2 separate regions of the Zea mays genome follow, and region 1 is linked to region 2. A link is a contact called in public Hi-C data. All regions are on one chromosome and are shown on one strand. Each heading gives the region's core, a stretch centred on a gene start, on an enhancer-like site or on the middle of the called end of the contact. The rest is flanking DNA. Distances are from core to core; before and after follow the strand shown. Region 1 holds the start of LOC100280610 (heavy metal-associated domain containing protein). Region 2 holds the start of LOC100279120.

Region 1 (2,700 bases), core at 32-2,531, 250 kb before region 2:
CACGGCTCGGCGCGCAGCCCCACCCGGCGGAGCGCCTTGAGGATCTTGCTCCGGTTCACGCACCCCGTCACCACCACCTTCTGCAGGCTCGCCTCCACCTCCACCCGCTCGATCCCTGCATACGCATGCGTGCGTGCGCATTGAGCCATCCACGCCAGGATCAGGTGAAAAAAACAACAACAACACCACCGACAACAACAAAGGCCCAGCCGCCCAGGCTTTGGGTAAAGAAGAAGGAGCTAGAATTAAAGGACGTTTAGAATCCAGATCCAGCAGCTCTCTACACAGGGAGGGACGATGGCAGCAGCAGCTGCTGCTGCTGCATACCGATCGTACTGGAAGTAATGATCGATCTGCCGGCCGGGGGGCCCTGGCAGCTGGTTGGCCGGCCGGCCGGAATGGACGGCGGCGGGATGGGGTGGGCTTTGTTGAAGCCTGAAGGCGCTCATCACGGACGTAACGTACGTACCTTTCACTTTGGACAGGCATCTGCGTACCCGCTTCTCATGCAACGCCACCATCTCCACTTTCAGCTCCGTGCTCTGCGAAACGCCACCAGCGATCAGGAAACGCGCACAGGATTGGGTTGTTCGTTGTCGCAACAATGCTGCCTTTCATGCATCTGCATGTGCAGTGCAGTCCCAGCTAGCTAGTAGCTTGCGTTGCTTGCTTGCTCGCGAGAGCTAGTTCATCATGCAAAGGGAAAAGGCAGCACTGCAGGTTTAATTATTAAAGCGTACTAACTAACTAGTAGTGTGTATGTCAAGAGCATCATCACACTGATTCACAGCATGTTTCCGAACAAAAGCTTGCACTTGTTTTTTTTTTTTTTTTGCTAGATGATATATGGCCTATTACAATCGTCTGCAGTGTTTTGTTTCCAATCAGAAACTAGCTAGCTAGCTAGTTGGGATTCGTTCTGAATTCAACATCTGAGCCCCTCCAACCACCAACACCCCGAGGAGATCGTACCGCCGAATGCAGCAGTCATCATCGTCAACTTTTACATGAACAACAGCAAGCTATAGCATATATGTAGTACAATTTATCGGATCGTACGTGAATTCCAATGAACAGAAATAATCCCCGGCCCGTACCTCCATGGAAGAAATTAACAAACAACCGGCGGCGTGGTTCTTCTTGTCTGGTTGTTGAGGATGCTATGGGCTATTATTTATAGCTATGCACGTCGTCTCGGCCGGCCAGCTTTTGATGGATCGAAGGACGGGAAGATGGAGAAGACGAAGGAGGAGGACAAGAAGAAGAAGAAGAAGGGAATATAAGACGTGTGAGCAGGAGCAGCTAGCCTTCTTATATCGGCAAGCAACAACCACGCCACGCCCTAGCGACGACGACAAAAGGCGAAAAGATCGAGCAGCAGCAGGGGCCAGGGGGGCAGGATGTGATGAAGGGAAAAGCCTAAAGATGGTGCTCAACAACAAGCTAGAGATTCGTTCCTGCTGCTGTTGTTGATGTTGCGATCTACTAGCTGCTAGTCTAACTGCTGCCTAAATATATAGTAAGCTCCGCTACAAGGCCTCTAGTAGCTACGGTACGACCCTGTGCGGTGCATGCATGCCACAGTGACCTCCTCTCGGCTTTCTCAAAGCCAACCCTACTAGGTCTTCATGGAGAAGAGCGACCGGTGGTCTCGCCGAGGTCTCTCTCTCTCTCTTCTTGCTATCTCATCCCTTCCGGCCGGAGCCCAGAGCCACTAGTTTACTCGCCGAGAGCTCCCTTCTCGATGGTCCCATGGCTCATGGCGCGCGGGCGCGAAAGGAGAGGCTGATCGGTTGCGGTCACCTTCTGCATGGTCAGCACCGAGTCCGAGACTAAGAGAGGTTATTGTTCCGTAGAGGATCCTGCGATCGACGACGTGGACGGACGCGGGACGCCATTGACGAGTCCAAGCAGCTCGCTTTTTGCGGTGTCGGGCGGAGGCCGGCCCGGACGTACAGTTTGGAATGTCGTCTGGAGATCTCAGTACAGTACAGCTTACAAAAAGAGCAAAAGCGCGAAAGGTTAAAGCGGGCCACGACGACGGGGATGGAGGTGATGACTGAATGGGGAAGAAAAGGAGCTAGCTAGGGCGACGATCGATACGATATGCATGGACCGTGACGCAAGTTTGGTATTCTTGCATTGCTTGCCCCACGCTGCTGACTGCAACTAATGACACCAACTCACCAAAGTACGTATAACCAAGAGATTAAGCAATAACTTGTTGTCACTAGCTACCTACACGAGATTCCATATCTTCATATGTGATTAGATATAATAATAATTAATAATCCTCCAGATTAATAAGCCCAGCTGTATAGAGATACCTTTCCAAAACTTTGTGCTATCTGCCGACAAAACTCACTCAGCATTGCATGATATACGCAACTCGCAGACAGATTATACACTTGATGGAGAGAGAAACAAAACAAAAAAAAAACTAAAAACAACGGTGGGATCGGAACAGCCTGCTGACAGGCCAACTAACACCTATGGCGATGCATTCCTCGCCACTAATTCGACTGCAGTTCTGCAAACTCTCATGCCCATGCAGAATGGGGTGAAGCTAGGCTGCACGGTTTAGTTTCGTCGTTTCAGGCAGCTAATCTCAGTAGTAGCTGGGAAAAAGATCCTTGAGCTGGACGACGAAGAAGTCGTCGTCATGGCCGCGGGCAGTGCCGCGGCGGCTTTTGCATCCCT
Region 2 (2,786 bases), core at 125-2,624:
ACACTATGTTTTTTTCTTACATACTTGTTCATACGAGTAGTTATATACACCTATGCATATATCGCATTGTTTTTCGTATTAAATTAAAATCGAAAATGACTAAATTTCTAACCACCACTGCGACGACGGAAGGCGATGGTCTGAAAGGGTTACTAAACGACACCGTCTTTGCGCAAACTGACGCAGCCATATGGCACCGTTTTGGAGTTTGCAGAACCAGAATGCCGGTCTCTGTGAGACTGTGACCCGAGCAGGTTTGTCAACCGATCTGAAGGGACTGGTCACGCGGCCTACTCCATCGACGCCATGTTTGCCACGTCGGTGCTCATGCGGTCCCACCGGCCACCTGGACCTGGGGAGCGGCGGCCACTGTTCGTCACTGTCCCTGATGGAGAAGACGGCATGGAAAAGGCTTGCTAACCGATCCAGATTCGATCGTGTTGCAGGCCATGCCAGTGCCAGTGCCAGTGCCATCGGGAGTGCGCTGGCAGTGGTCCTCTCGGGTATGTTTGTGACTCTGTTTTTTGCCAGCTCGACCCATTTAACTCGTCTAGGCTGGACTTAGCATGTCCCGACTACTATAACTAATTTTATTTGCGCACTTATATCATATGAGTCTGGCTCTTGTCACTCAGTATCTAACCGGGCTAGAAGACTAAAACTATCTAAACGCGGAATCCTTGCGCCATGAATAGTCAGGCTCCCAAGAAACGGACCTTGATCTCGTTTCTATGGAGACAGGTTGAGAGACTAAACTTGCACGCAGACAGCCAGGCTCCCGAGTAAGCCAGACGACGCAAACACGGGAGCTGCAGCCCGGGAGCGCAGCCAGGCTGCTGGGCCATGAGGACAAACACACCCCTAGTCGCTGCCCGCTCTATGAGTTGCAGGATTACGAATGAAATCCTGTTTCCTGACAGCGCTTCCAATATAAGCAAAGTGTCATCCTGGCGAACGAGACCAACACTTGTGTACGTCCAACTAGGGCTTCAAATTAAGAACAAGATATATTTAAGAGATGAAAAAAAATAGAAGTGGGTCAGGGAGAAATGATATTCGGTGGTGGTGGTGGTGGTGTGGGCCCTGAGCACCCCCGCTGTGCATCTGTCGATAGCAGGACGGACGTGCATCTCAGGGCCCATCCCGCACCCGCCCGGCCCAAACCGTCGTGCGGTGCGCGGTCCACTACCCAACGACGCGGAAACCCCCCTCAAAAGTCAAAAACTACCCAGCCCGCACTGCAGTACTGCACGCGCGCAAGCAAAAGAGCCACACCGCCAACGCTCGTCCGCCCACCCACCCACCGTATTACCTCGATACGTTACGAGGTGGCGCCAAAAACGACTGCGGACTGCAGTACGGCGCGGCGTCTCGTGATTGATGGGTGTAACGTACCAGCGGCTGCTCTCGCAGGGGAGCCAGAGCCAGCGTCCGCGGGGCGGCGGCGTGCGGGCGCGGGCGTGGGTGCTGCTGCGGTGGGCGGCCGTGCGGCTGAGCTGCGCGGCGAGGCGGCGGTACTGGTGCGGCGGCGCAGGCCGCGCGCGGAAGCTGGCGTGGGCGGGGCTCTGCGGAAGAGGCGGCACGGCGGCGGAAAGGAAGGGCGGCAGCGGCAGGAGGAGTGCCACGGCGGGCGGCGGGGCCGGGGCCGGAGCCGGAGCCGGGGTGCTGGGGTACGACTCCGCCAGCTACGCGCGCAACTTCGATGACGGTGCGTGGAAGGCCGAGGAGGGCGTGTCCTGGGCCGGCCCCGGCGGCGCGTTCTTCCCCGGCGCCAACATCGGCGGCGCGGCCGTGGACACCGCCCGCCTGTGATGCCGTTCCCAGCTCCGTCCGTCCGCTAGGTAACTGGTAACTGTTGCTGCGCTGGAAATGGATGGATCGTGGTCGTGGATGCGTCACTCGGGATTTGCTTTCTTTTCTTTTTTTTTCTTGTTCATCTGGATTGTTGGCATTTACTTTCTTCGGTCGACAATGAAAGTATTCAGGCCGTGCTTGTTCGGGTGCAAAAAACAAAAAAACCTTGCTGCCATGCGAATGGAAACTGCCTTGAGTATCTCCGCACCTAGATGTATATACAGTATACGGTATACATATGTACGTATTTATGTGTATACGGCTAGCAAGCTGTCCAAAACACAACGCACAATAATCCAGATCAGACTGGAGAAGAGTGGATGGGGCGATGGGCACATCACATGGACCGCGCGCGTGGGCGGCACGTCTGGCTGAGCACGCACCGGCACGGGACAAACAACGGCCCGCCGGCCCCTCTCCTCGGTATTCCGCGTCAGGCGCCGACACGCCGTGCCGCCCCGCTTGCAGACATCATGGCAAGCAATGCGACATGCGAGACTGGAGCTCGCTTGTTCGTCTTGCCATCGTCTCTTTTCTTTGGGTTTTCTACCCGCTACGCGTGTATTGGTCTTGGTCGGAATCGGAATACAGCTGCTCCAGCTCTTCTTCAGTCCCCCAAGCAGTGATGAGCTGAGGAGCCAGGAGTTTGTCAGTTTCGCGCCTACCAACCGGTCCAGCCTCCGCGTCCAAGATCTCTCCCCCTCTCCCATCCACTAGTGTCTCCCACAGCCCGTTCGATCCCCCGGCCGGGTCGGTGGTCGCCAAAGTCGAGGAGCAATGGCGACCGACGCGATCCTGGAGACGATCAAGCCGCGGGGGAGCGAGGAGCAGCTGCCGGTGACCACGGCAGGGACCGGGATCGAGCTGCGGCGGCGCATCTCCTCCTTCTCGGCGCGCGTGAGGCCGTCGTCCTCCGTGGCGGCGTTCCGGCG

What was found. Hi-C and Micro-C count contacts between places; a contact is called where the count stands out from the background.
Region 1: a Hi-C map of endosperm shows a contact between it and region 2, with 3 times the contacts expected there. The contact joins the promoter of LOC100280610 here to the promoter of LOC100279120 in region 2. A contact is called at or near these places in 5 of 25 Hi-C or Micro-C datasets (bundle sheath, ear, endosperm and 2 more).

Annotation. Positions count from the first base shown.
Region 1 is chr1:193,401,151-193,403,850 of Zm-B73-REFERENCE-NAM-5.0, reverse strand. It overlaps LOC100280610 (heavy metal-associated domain containing protein), which reads right to left and starts at 1,281. Exons shown (of 3, transcript NM_001153528.1): 1 at 1,098-1,281; 2 at 470-542; 3 at 1-115. The coding sequence starts at 1,103. LOC100381517 reads right to left here. Exons shown (of 2, transcript NM_001356626.1): 2 at 2,351-2,700. The coding sequence ends at 2,609.
Region 2 is chr1:193,154,692-193,157,477 of Zm-B73-REFERENCE-NAM-5.0, reverse strand. It overlaps LOC100279120, which reads left to right and starts at 1,374. Exons shown (of 1, transcript NM_001152161.1): 1 at 1,374-2,010. The coding sequence starts at 1,381. The coding sequence ends at 1,812. LOC103642122 reads left to right here and starts at 2,043. Exons shown (of 1, transcript XM_008665438.4): 1 at 2,043-2,786. The coding sequence starts at 2,632.